Linked DNA regions of Mus musculus: regions 1 and 3 are each linked to region 2. The links are chromatin contacts, called in public Hi-C and HiChIP or PLAC-seq maps. All regions are on one chromosome and are shown on one strand. The core of a region is the stretch at or near the end of the contact, and the rest is flanking DNA. Distances in the headings are between cores, read along the strand shown. Region 1 overlaps Hivep3 (human immunodeficiency virus type I enhancer binding protein 3). Region 2 overlaps Hivep3 (human immunodeficiency virus type I enhancer binding protein 3). Region 3 overlaps Hivep3 (human immunodeficiency virus type I enhancer binding protein 3).

Evidence for each region. A called contact is a pair of places that touch in the nucleus more often than the background predicts. HiChIP or PLAC-seq counts read pairs in DNA pulled down with a chosen protein or histone mark.
Region 1: a contact with region 2 is called in a Hi-C map of CD8 T cells, with 2.6 times the contacts expected there. The contact joins two enhancer-like sites. A contact is called at or near these places in 1 of 39 promoter capture datasets (hippocampal neurons), 5 of 15 datasets of contacts at CTCF or cohesin (CD8 T cells, the NIH/3T3 cell line, large pre-B cells and 1 more), 23 of 484 Hi-C or Micro-C datasets (the 3T3-L1 cell line, 3T3-L1-derived adipocytes, B cells and 17 more), 21 of 115 datasets of contacts at active chromatin or transcription factors (the 230-238 cell line, CD8 T cells, the NIH/3T3 cell line and 15 more) and 2 of 9 other capture datasets (adipose tissue and embryonic stem cells).
Region 3: a contact with region 2 is called in a BATF HiChIP or PLAC-seq map of CD8 T cells, with 13 read pairs. The contact joins two enhancer-like sites. A contact is called at or near these places in 5 of 15 datasets of contacts at CTCF or cohesin (CD8 T cells, the NIH/3T3 cell line, large pre-B cells and 1 more), 24 of 484 Hi-C or Micro-C datasets (B cells, the C3H10T1/2 cell line, CD8 T cells and 17 more), 22 of 115 datasets of contacts at active chromatin or transcription factors (the 230-238 cell line, CD8 T cells, the NIH/3T3 cell line and 16 more) and 2 of 9 other capture datasets (adipose tissue and embryonic stem cells).

The regions. Positions count from the first base shown.
Region 1 is chr4:120,026,358-120,029,862 of GRCm38.p6, forward strand. All of the region lies in intron 2 of Hivep3 (human immunodeficiency virus type I enhancer binding protein 3), which reads left to right. The region is part of intron 1 of Gm38632 (a long non-coding RNA gene); the gene reads right to left. Among named protein-coding and RNA genes, the nearest start is that of Gm38632, 5.3 kb to the right of the region's middle. Within about 2 kb of position 1,509, at least 16 of the 459 cell types and tissues checked have an H3K27ac peak or open chromatin away from gene starts, as enhancers often do. A contact at or near this core is called in CD8 T cells and Th2 cells, where this site is marked.
Region 2 is chr4:119,920,600-119,924,534 of GRCm38.p6, forward strand. The region is part of intron 1 of Hivep3 (human immunodeficiency virus type I enhancer binding protein 3); the gene reads left to right. Among named protein-coding and RNA genes, the nearest start is that of Hivep3, 110 kb to the left of the region's middle. Within about 2 kb of position 2,627, at least 22 of the 459 cell types and tissues checked have an H3K27ac peak or open chromatin away from gene starts, as enhancers often do. A contact at or near this core is called in CD8 T cells and Th2 cells, where this site is marked.
Region 3 is chr4:120,043,810-120,047,624 of GRCm38.p6, forward strand. The region is part of intron 2 of Hivep3 (human immunodeficiency virus type I enhancer binding protein 3); the gene reads left to right. Among named protein-coding and RNA genes, the nearest start is that of Gm38632, 12 kb to the left of the region's middle. Within about 2 kb of position 1,407, at least 35 of the 459 cell types and tissues checked have an H3K27ac peak or open chromatin away from gene starts, as enhancers often do. A contact at or near this core is called in CD8 T cells, where this site is marked.

The DNA of each region.
Region 1 (3,505 bases), core at 259-2,758, 100 kb after region 2:
CCCTTCCTCTCTGTACTCAGTCAGGTGCGCCAGGGTGCCTGTGGGACCCTCATCCTATGGTCAGATTTCCAGGAGTCAGTACATGAGAGGCAAGTTACAGGAGATTACCATTGCTATGAGAGTTTGTTTTCCTATAGAGTAGCTGATAGTGGGAGGAGCCTGGAGTCCCCCAGGGACCGATGGAGGTTTGCCTGTTTTCCTAGGCTGCCTGTTCTCCTAGGCAGTGGGGCACACAAGGAAAGAACCTTTCAGGTTCCACATGTGTTGAGCATCCACTAAGCACCAAACATTGCCCCTTGTTGGAACTCACAAAATCCAGGGTGGGGGAGAGGGCTTAGGCAGAAATACTTTAGTGGAATCGGAGTTTTGAAAGTGGAGGTTTTAAATCCAGTCTTCAAAACCAGAGGAAAACACAGCACGGGAAGGAGAGTGGATTGCGTTCCCTAAATGGTCAAGGAGCATGATGAGCCTCTACAGGGGAAGGTACAAGGGACAGAAACACAAGGGATGAAACAGTACAAGCAAAGACATGGCAGAAAGAGTCCTGTGAGCTGCCTTCCTGGGCCAGGCCCTTCCTGGAGGAGGATGGTTCTTCCCTGGGAAGACCCTGAGGCTGAAGGATGGAAGTCTAGAGATGCCCCTCCTGCCTCAAAAGCCCAAAGGTTCCAGTCGGGTGGAGCAAGACACCCATGTGCCTTTGTTATTATTGGACGAGGCTCCTGAAAGTAGCCTGGGAACCAGCCCCACCCCCTCCCATTCTCTCTTCTTCTCTTCCTCCTGTTGTCAGTTATTTTCCACAGTACAAGGTCTTCCTGAAACTGGCTGTTACCCACCAGGGAGCAGGATTTGTCTCCCCCATGGTAGCTGCCTACACCTTGACCCTGACTCTCGACCCTGAGCTGGTCATACAAGCCGTATCTATCACAGTTGGACAAAGGGCACCACAGCACTATTCCAGAGTTCCCATCTCCCTTTTGCTACTCCGAGCCCCCCACCCCACCCCACTGCACGACTGTTACTGTTCACCTTGTGTGAGCGTTATTCCTGTGACTTATTCTTCATACTTCCCCGTCCCTAACTGTATGAGCCACGAGGACAGAGCCTAGGTCATCAGTGTCCGCAGATCTGGAGAGGAGGGAGGGGGCGGGACTTCCTTTACTGAGCACGCTCTGCGTGCCAGCTTCAGGGCTTGGTGCCTCAGATCCCTTTTTACCTTTGATTCTGTTAGCTCTCACCTAGTCCTAGGAACCATGTCCTGGGATGCGCCCCCCCCCCACACCTCATTTTACACCTGAAGAAACTGAGCTTGACCTTTGGAACTAAGTAGTGATAAGCACTGGGCTAGGACCTGTGCCTCAGTCTGAGTGAATCCAGACCCCCAAATACTTGCTCTGATGCTGAGCACAAGGCCCTGGATAGAAGAACATTTGTTATTGACAACCCAGCCAGTCCCTTGGCTGGGGAAAGCCTGCTCTCAGAGATGCCAGGGGAATGTGGCTTGACTCATCTCATTTCCTGGAAGGGAAGGCCCTGCCTTCTCCACCTGGGGCCTCTTGGTAGGGAGGGCAAACCCTGTGGGAGTCCCTTTCAGAAATACATGTGAGAATCCAGAACTGAGGCAGGCCCAAGGGTCAGCAGAAAATGGAGAAGATCCTCCTGTCCTTTGGGGGAGTGGGGGAAATCATGGACTGGAGGTTAAGTGGCCTCTCGCAGTGGCTGTTTGCTGAGCAGGACGACTGTAAGGGCACAGCGTGATGCCCAACGTTCTCTGCATGCCTGTGACCTTCCTGGGACTGACATGTGCTTGTGAGATGTAGAGTCTAATGTGGCACCTAGTGAAGAAAAGAGTGCAGAGGAGGACCAGGCCAGCACAGCCAGTGCTGGGCACAGCCAGTCCCATCTGGGGACTGGGGATGCCCTTGATGCTACGTACGTAGCAACTATGAAGACACAGATGAGAAGCTAATACAGGGTTGTATATGCGAAGTGTACTTAGCAGACCCAGAAACTCCTAAAGCTTCAGTGAGGTGAGAAGGCCACATGGATAAGGACAAGGTGCAGACAGCATGTCTGAGAGGGGAAACTGGGCTTTAATTCTCAAAGGCACTAGGAAAGGATGCTTTAGCCTGACAGGGTCTCACTTGATTTTGTCTAAGAGTATCTCACATGTTCAGAGGGATTTAACAGAGCTGCCCAGGCCTGGTATGATGGACATACTCCCCTTAATTCACTTAGGAGGTAGATAGAGGTGCAAGCAGAAGGATTTTTGTGAGTTTGAAGGCAACTTGATCTACATAGTGGGTTTCAGGCTACTCAGAAAAAGGAAAGAAAGAAAGATAAGACCAGCCTGAGTGGGGTGGTAGAGCGAGGCCCAGTGTGACTTGTTGGCCTGAAGTAAGGCAGCAAAAGTGAACAAGAGATGCTGGTTTCCGATTTGCCATGATGAACCCCTGTTCACGAATATAAGCACGATGAGGAGGCTCGGATTCTAGATCACAGTGTGAGGACCGGTGGTGACTGGTGCTGTGTACTTAGCCTCTGCTAGATGCTGGGTACTCTCTTTCAAAAGTCTGTCAAGCTACCTTAGCTATCTTGTTAAAATGTCACAAAAGCCTTTCAAGATGAGGTAATCAAAAGCAGTGAACATCCCCAGGAACCCCGGTCCACATGGCTCAAGGCCTTTCCTGTCACCCACAGCCACAGATTATAGACTGGATCAGGGAGCTGGGGGGCTGGCTGGCTGCACAGTGCTCAGGCAGGAAGAGAGGCTTGAAGGGAATCCAAAGGACACCCAGAGAGATGCTGAGACCTCCAGCATTCTCCCCAGGAGAGGCAGGGAATGCCAAACGCATGCATGAACTAACTCTCTCTCTCTCTCTCTCTCTCTCTCTCTCTCTCTCTCTCTCTCTCTTTCTCACACACACACACACACACACACACACACACACACACCCCACACCACAAAACACATACACATAAGCACACATACAGAGAGAGAGAGAGAGAGAGAGAGAGAGAGAGAGAGAGGAGAGGGATGGAGGGAGGGGCACAGAGAATCTGAGTCTAGAAAATGATAGCCACAGGGGAAAAGAGGTGGAAAAATGAATGACTGATAGGAAGAAGACCTAAACAAAAATAAGCCAGGGCCCTCGGGGCGGTTGCTCACCCCTACCGTGAAAATTCTGCCAAGAACACTGTGACAGGCCCCACACCTTAGGAACCACAGAGTATTCCAAAAGCCTGCCTATCATTTGGTTGTTAGGAGCTGCAAAGGACACTGCACATGGAGATGCAGATCAGATGTCAGCCCTGTCCTGAGTTCTAGGACTGTGAAGTCTCTATGTTGTGATGCTGACTTTGGAGCAGATGTGTGTGTGTGTGTGTGTGTGTGTGTGTGTGTGTGTGTGTGTGAGAGAGAGAGAGAGAGAGAGAGAGAGAGAGAGAGAGAGAGAGAGAGAGAGAGAGCATGCATGTGCGTGTATGTGTGTGTAGCATTTCCATGGAA
Region 2 (3,935 bases), core at 1,377-3,876:
ATAGATGGATGGATGGATGGACAGATGGATGGATGGATACAACTGACATGATGGGAAATGCATGGCCCATGGAGGTGTGGTGTCTTTCCTGCTCTTACAGCCTTGTGTGCACATGTGGGTGAAGAAGAGACTCACAGGAACTTTCATAGCACAACTTTGGGACACTGAGACCCCAGAAATTGAGAGAGAAAACATGATGTGAGCCATATTGAAACCTTTGAAATAGTCCCAGTACCAGATTTGATAAACTAGTATCTTTACCATCCTCTCTATAGACAGGGAGCCTTTATAAGGAGGCCGGGGGAGGGGAGAGCCCAGAAAGGAAACTAATGTATCAGAGGCAATTAGATTTTCCAGAACTGTATGGCAAGGGCACCCCAGGAAGCTACACTAGGTAGCAGGCTTTAAGCTCTTGCAACCTGAGGTCTCTGTGGAGGCACATGGCTTCATAGTACATGGGGTGAGAGCCACCCAGGCATCCAGTTCCCACATGGGGCAGTTATGTTACAAGGGAAGTCTTCCTTAGATCACACTGGGGTCCTGTATTGTGGCCTGAATCTAAAATGTTTCCCACAGGCTCATATTTTGAGCATGGAGTCCCCAGGAGGTGGCGATGTTTGGAAGGTTGTAGAGCCTTTGAGAGGTGGTGCCCAGTGAGCCAGATAGAACACTGGGGAGGAAGCGTCTGGGCTATACCTGTCTCTGGTTCTGGTCTAGTTTTCTGCTTCATGGGCAACCACAGAGTGAACAACAGTTCCTCGCCACAATCTCACTACCTCAGTCAGAGCCCCATGAGGTGCTGAAATCATCTGAAACCCAAACCCAAACCTTTCCTCTCCTAAGTCACTCTGTAAAGTGTTTTGTCACGAGGCCAAGGAACGCGGCTGTCACACCGTCCTCTATAATTCCGTGAGTCATTCTACCCTATAGTGATGATCCACATCAGAAGAAGCAGACTCCAAATGCCATCCGAACCTTCCACCCTCCTTGCTATCCACATCTCCATTTCCCAAGGGGCTCTGCAGCACTCTGCGGGAGCAAGCGACACATTCAGAGGCAGCTGCGTGCCTGCTGTCACCTTGTGTTCCTGGGGTTTCTCCCACTTTGATATTCTGCCTGCATATCTTCTGTGCCCATCGTTAAGCCTGAGCCGACATGCGTAGGTCTGAAGCTTGTGGGAAAGTGTCCATTCTTTAGGTCAAGGTTATTCCTAAAGAGGCCTCCCCATCGGGATATCATCGTGGCCACTGCATCTTCCCTGCTTGTGGGTCTGCTCACGGCAGCTGCCTTCATTTTCTTGGCAGCTGTGGCTGCTGGAAGAACAGGTGTCAGGAGCGTAGCAGCTGGGAGTTTATCCCTGCCCTTCAGGAGCCTTTTACCTCTGGTTGTAAGTGCCAGCTAAGGGTGTTAAGGAAAGGAGATCTGAGAAGGATGGCTAGTGACAGGCAGGCCTCAGCTGGCAGAGCTCAGAGTCCTAGCTGGAAGGAAGGGGATTCACACATTCACACATTCACACACTTGGGGCCTGTCCTGCAGCTCCACACTGCTCCATCTTGAGAGAGGCCACTTTGACCAGCAGGGGACATGACCTCATCCCTGGGCTAGACTCTCAAGAAGATGCAGCTCTGTGCTATAGAATGTTCCTTGAGCAGAACCAGTTATGCGTGTGTTGTCTGTGTGTGGGCTCGAAAGAAGAGTGATAAACCCTTGCCTCAAGCAGCCAGGGACTAGGGAGGCTGAGTGACTAGGGAGGCTGAGCAACTCTCCTGGTAGAGAACTGGGGATGGGGGAGGGTGACGAGAATTCTATTTAGTGGAAGCTGGGGATTTTGTCTGAAAAGACTTCATGGAGGGGGTGTCCCTAGGTTGGCACTCAAAAGCTAAGGGGATATGTGCCCATGTTCCAAAGAGTGTCCAAAAAACTAACTAAAATAATATAGGTTTAGGCACATAATGGTGTATGTTCTCTTCTCATGCAAGAACCAAAGGAAGACGGCCCAGACATGGCCTATGGCAGCTCCACATTGGAGGAGTAGCCCAGGCTCCTTCTTTCTTACTGCTCTTCCAACCACAGAACATGGTTTTCATCCTGAAATTCACCTCATATTCTCAGGTGACTACAAGGTCACTGGCCGTCACCTCCGTCTTTCATGAAGGAAGCAGGGAAAGGTAGAAGTGGCTTGCTGCCAGCTGTGTTCCTGCTTGGTAGTTCTAGCCAATGCTTTGCCTTACGTCACATGGCCTAGACGGAGTAATGGAAGAAAATGGGCTTAGTAAAGGAATGAGGGGAGGGGTGAGTTTGTAAAGTAAAGTGCTCCATCTCGGCCAGGTGCGGTGAGCCAGAGGAGTCTCCCAGGAGCGGGTAGAGTATTCTGGGAGAAGACCAGCAGGTGTACAGGCCTGCTGCTGTAAGGATCCTGGGAGTAGACCATATGTGTGAGAATGCACGTGTGTGGGTGGGGTGTAAAAACACATGTCTGTGAGAGAGGGGGAATTAGCCAGATTTCACAGGATCGTGGCCAGTGGTTGGAGTCTGGCTTGGTTCTGTAGAGAAGAGTGAGTCACTGGGACACCGTCAGGGCAACATCGATCAGATCTGAGGTTTCAGCTCATTGCAACAGTGATGTTTCAGCCACAGGGGTAATGAGAAATGAAAGTGGAGACATTGTGTTAATGGGAACAAGGGGAGCACGAGGTGAATGGGGATCAAGCAGAGAGCAAAACTGCACGTTCAACCCGCAGACTTGTAGGAATGAGAAATGGGGCCACTGAGGGCTTGGGAGTGAGGATGTGACCCATAGATTCCGTGATGAAAGGCTTCCTGTGTGGGTTTTCGTGGGTGCAGTTGGGGGGCACTTAGCTCTTGCTCTTAGGGGAAGGAAAAGAGGGGCCTCATTTCTCCTTACTCACTTCTATGCACCCGATTCACTAGCCACCTTTAAAAGATTTATTTTTGTTTTATGTATACAAGTGTTATGCCTGTGGAGGCCAGAAGGGGGCAGCAGATTCCATTATAGATGATTGTGAGCCACAGCGTGGATGCTGGGAATTGAACCCAAGTCCTCTTGAGGAGCAGCCAGTGTTTGGGTTGTTGTTTTGTTTTGTTTTGTTTTGTTTTGTTTTGTTTTAGTATAGAATAGGGTTTATTAAGGGCATGAGGAGGGGAGTTAAGAAGGTTGTAGAGGCAGAGAAAGAAAGTAGAGATGTAGAGGATCATGAATATGTGTAGAAAGAGGCAGGAAGGGAATGGGGAAAGAAGGGGGAAAGGAAACAGAGCTGAGAGTTCTACATCTTGATCCTCAGGTAGCAGAAGGAGACTGTGCACACTGGCCAAATTTGACCTTCTTACACCCTCAAAGCCCACTTCTACAGTGACAGACTTCTTCCAACAAAGCCACGCCTACTCCAACAAGGCCACACCTCCTAACAGTGCTGCTTTCTATGGGCCAAGCATTCAAACTTGAGTCTATGGGAACCATTTCTATTCAAACCACCACATCAACCCAGACCTTTTACCTATTGTCTCCACTTGTGGCTTTGAGAACAGAAGCTCAGAGAGGTTATACAGTGTATCCAGGGTTGCACCGCTGGGAAATGCAAAAGTGGAGTCAGATGTTGAGGGCATTTGCTAAGCAGCTGCCTTTACTCCTTCGGGTGACTAGGATTTGTGTGTGGCCCTGTCTGCTGACAAGCCAAGTGCTGACAAGCTGCTTTTCCTGTGCTTGCAAAGGTGCTCCAGCAGGGCTCTGAGCATGCCAGAATTTGGAATGCCTGGGAGGACATGGTGGTGTGGGCCCCATCTGGTCCCAGGTGAGCTGCTGACTGCATTGTGACACTGGAAACTCTGAGCTTCCTCTCTCCAGAGTTTCTCCTCCCTGAGCCTCAGGCTTCAGTCTAAATCAATCTATCTTCCCCTAAAAGCCCGTGCATTCTACC
Region 3 (3,815 bases), core at 157-2,656, 120 kb after region 2:
AAAAAAGAAAAAAGGAAAAGGAAAAAAATGTATAGTGATGCATAGAAATCAAATGCTTGCAAAGACCTAGGGAACTCGGAAGGCTCAATTGTCGTGAATGAAGGCTTTCAGAGGACATACTTGCTTAATCAGGCCAATCCCAGATCCAGAGAGACCTGTGTGTAAGGGCCTTTCCTGTAGCATGTTGTGTGTCAGAGGACTGACAAGGCTCTTCGTGCCTGGCTGAGGCTATGCTCAAATAGTAGTGTGGGATGTCTTGCATCCATTATAAAGAAAGATGTGTCCCTTTGGGGCCAGCCAGGAAGGAGAGTCAGGGTATACTCCTCACCAGAAGAAGGCTTCCATGCAATGTGTTCTGTACAATCCTGTGCTAACCCAGAACATGTTCAGGTTAGTGCAGACTAAGTGTGGCCCTGCACATGAAGAGTGGTTTCTGTGCTCATGGAAGCTGCCTCAGAGAGGAGTCGAATTTGAGAGGGTGGAAGAGACACTGTCAACCTCATAATACCACTCTCTTTGTGTGTGTGTGTGTGTGTGTGTGTGTGTGTGTGTGTTCATACATTTATTTAATTTAATTTATTTATTTTGGTTCTTATTTATTTATATATTATTTGTTTATTTATTTATGGTTCTTTTGTGGTAGGGCTTCACTTTATACAATCTGTAGCCTAGGCTGGCCTCAAATCATGATAGTACTCCTGCCTCTGCCTCCCAAATTCTGCGATTATTTGAGTGAGCCACTATGCCTGACTTGAATATGTATTTGTTTTGTTTTGCAACAGAACTTCATGCAGGTCCAGCTGCCTTCTGTATTTCTATGTAGCCTAGGATAGCCCTGAAGGCCTAGTCCTTCTGGCTTCACTTCCCAAGTGCTGGGATCAGAGGCATTAGTTCCCGTGCTCAGGAACATGAGCATTTTAAGTAAAGACAGTTAAAAAGAAAGACAGAAAGAAGAAAAGGAAGTAAACCTCTGATGTATAGGATTAGTGTGGTGCTGAGTCATGGTGGGCATCACACCTGGTGCCTAGCACCTTGTGAGTGCCCCATGAACATCTCCCCCGTCTTCTTTTTTCCTCCATGGAGGTTGGTCCTTCCTCCACCCCTGAATTTCCACTTAGTGTTTTCCCAAACTTAGTAAGTATTCAGTGGCGATTACAACAGTGTCAGCCACTCTCCTGCGGTGTCACCCACGTAGAGCCACTTGTTCAGAGAACCCATCTGCCTCTCACCTAGACAGCCTCAAGGCTCCTTTCTTCATTGTGAAGAGAAGGCTGTCATCTAGCCACCCCTTCCACGCCTCCTGTCTCTCCCACCTTGCAGTATGGGCCCTCTGTCACCCCACATGCCCAGGGTGAACCTCAGTCGTGTGGATCATGTCTGGCTCGTTTCTCTTCTGTTTCTGTTCACAGCCAGGCTTTCCAACCCCCGGGGATGTGGGCTTTCCTGGTCCCCTTCCCCCACCAGCTTCCACCTGGCCCTGATGAATTCCATCATGCCTGCTTAAAATCATCCGACTTCCAATTTGCTAATTTAATTCTAGTCTTACAGAATTTTGGCAACCCTGCCAAGCCGGGTGCCAGATGCAGATTTAATGAGCATATTTTCAGTTCTTTCTTTCCTGTCTCCATGAAGATGCTGAAGGGAATGGGCTCTGGACTTGCTCCCAGGATCCTGCTTCCCTGGAACACCCTTGCTTGCCTTTGACCCAGCACCTCAGGGTAAGGCCCTCCTGCCAGAGCTCTCCCTAGCTGCCCGGAGAGGTCCTGGAGAAGAAGCCATCATTGTATCCTGCTACTCATCCTAGACACCCCAACCCACTTCCCAGCATTTGGGCCTCACAGGAAATGTATTTGGAGAAAATTGCTTATTTCCTCCAGCCCATGTCTTCCTGTAGCCATGTGCAGCTCAGCAGATGTTTGCAGATGGAGGTTTTAGCAAACACACACTGAGCGCTTTCTAGCATGGACCATCCACAGCCTACAACAGGATTATGGCATGGGGGACTGTGACCCACACTGGCAGGCTCAGACCATTCACACTGGTCACCTCATTTGAACCCATACCCTCTCCTTACGGGAAACATCTTCACCCCCCCCCCAGGGGAAAGACTCAGAGAAGTCGGGTGGGCGGTTCGAGGCCATAGAGTGGTGAGCAGCAGAAGTGGGACTCTGCTTGAGGCTTTTGATGTTAAATATAGAGCTCTTTCCATTGACCAGGAACAGTGACTCAGGGCCTGGCACTGCTGCCTGTGATCCCAATGTAGTCACTGCTCATGACCGGTCAGAGCAGGCTCATATATACAGATGCACCTGCTGCCCCACACAGATGTCCTAACAGTGCAGACAAGGTCATGGAGCCTGAGTTTTGGGAGCTGTAGACACCGAGTATACAGTGCTTAAGGGATCTAACGGGAGGCACAGCAACCTGGATTCTAAGCTGCAGCAAGAAAGGCCAAAGGGGGCCTCACATGGAGCTTCCCTGGAAGAGAAACAGGTTGGGGTGCCCCAAGGAAAGCCTTGCCTTAGGGCAGCTTTATTCCCTTTCTGAGCCTTGGCTTTGCTTGGGCGTGAGTTGAGGTTGGCTATCTCATGATGTTTTAGATAGTGGAACCTCCTCTCAGACCCTTAACTATTTTTTTTTAACCCAAATAAAATCATATACTGAATTCCCATCATATAACAGAGGGGCAAAATTGAAGGTATCTTGAGTCACATGTGGCTTTGCAGGGAGCAAGTTGGAAATTTTTCATTGGCATCTGTCATTGTTGCCAATGTGTCTCCTCCCCTCCCCCACCACACACACCCTCCTCCCTGGGTTAGATTTGTAGCTGCAGCCTCAGGGCTTTGCAGCCTGGAGAAGGCAGTGTGACCCGACCATTTCTCCTCTCCGGTCTCCATTTCTCACTCCCAGTCCTCCCAGGTAAAGACTAGATAAGCCGATGCAGAGTTCCTTAGCACTTGCCCAGCTCAGTACCCAGACGTTCATGTCCTCGACTGAACTAGATGTGAGGTCAGAATCAACGGTGGTGGGGTGCTCCTGAGACCACCTAGAACAGCGCTGCCTGCGTGCTCAGCCTTACTACAGGGGACTCTGGTTCTCAGGAGCACTCAGGAAGAGCCTGGGAGGAGGAACATTTTGCTGAGCGTTACCAACAAGCTTCTCAAGACTGGAAGAAAAAGAGGGTGGGCACAGGGTAGAGGTAGAGCTGGCGGCCCACGGGGAGAACAGTCCCCTGGCTGTGGCTCTTCATGAGTGCCAGAGGCTGGCCCAGGTCCATCCCCAGACCTTAGAATTGGGTACAAGATCAGAACTGTATCCCAGTAGCTGGCAGCAAGAAGGTAGAGAAGAAACAGTTGGAAGCTGGTAGAGGTGCAGCTAGGGAGGAGGCTCCGCCCTGCAGCCTGATCCTCGGGTACCAATCACTGCCCTTGCATCGTCTCCCTGGAGCCAGGCTGCAGAGGACTGTTTCCCAAGTCTGGGAGAGGGCCTCCGGTGGGGCCTTCCCCCATGGGGTGGAGGGAGGAGTGAGTAGGGAGGAAGGGATGGGCAGGGGATGCTTTTCATCTCATTGGAGTTATTTCTGGCTCTGCTCAGGCTACTGCAGTCTCTGTGGAAACTGTCTGTGCCCAGCTCAGTGTGGAAACACAGGGAGGTTTAAAAGGATGATGTATGCTGAGAAGATAACAGGGAAGCCATGGCTGCTGCTGCTGCACACTGTGTGTGTGTGTGTACGTGTGTGTAAGCATTTCTGTTCTGGACCTCTGAACACACACACACACACACACACACACCTGTTGTCTCCTTTCCACTACCTA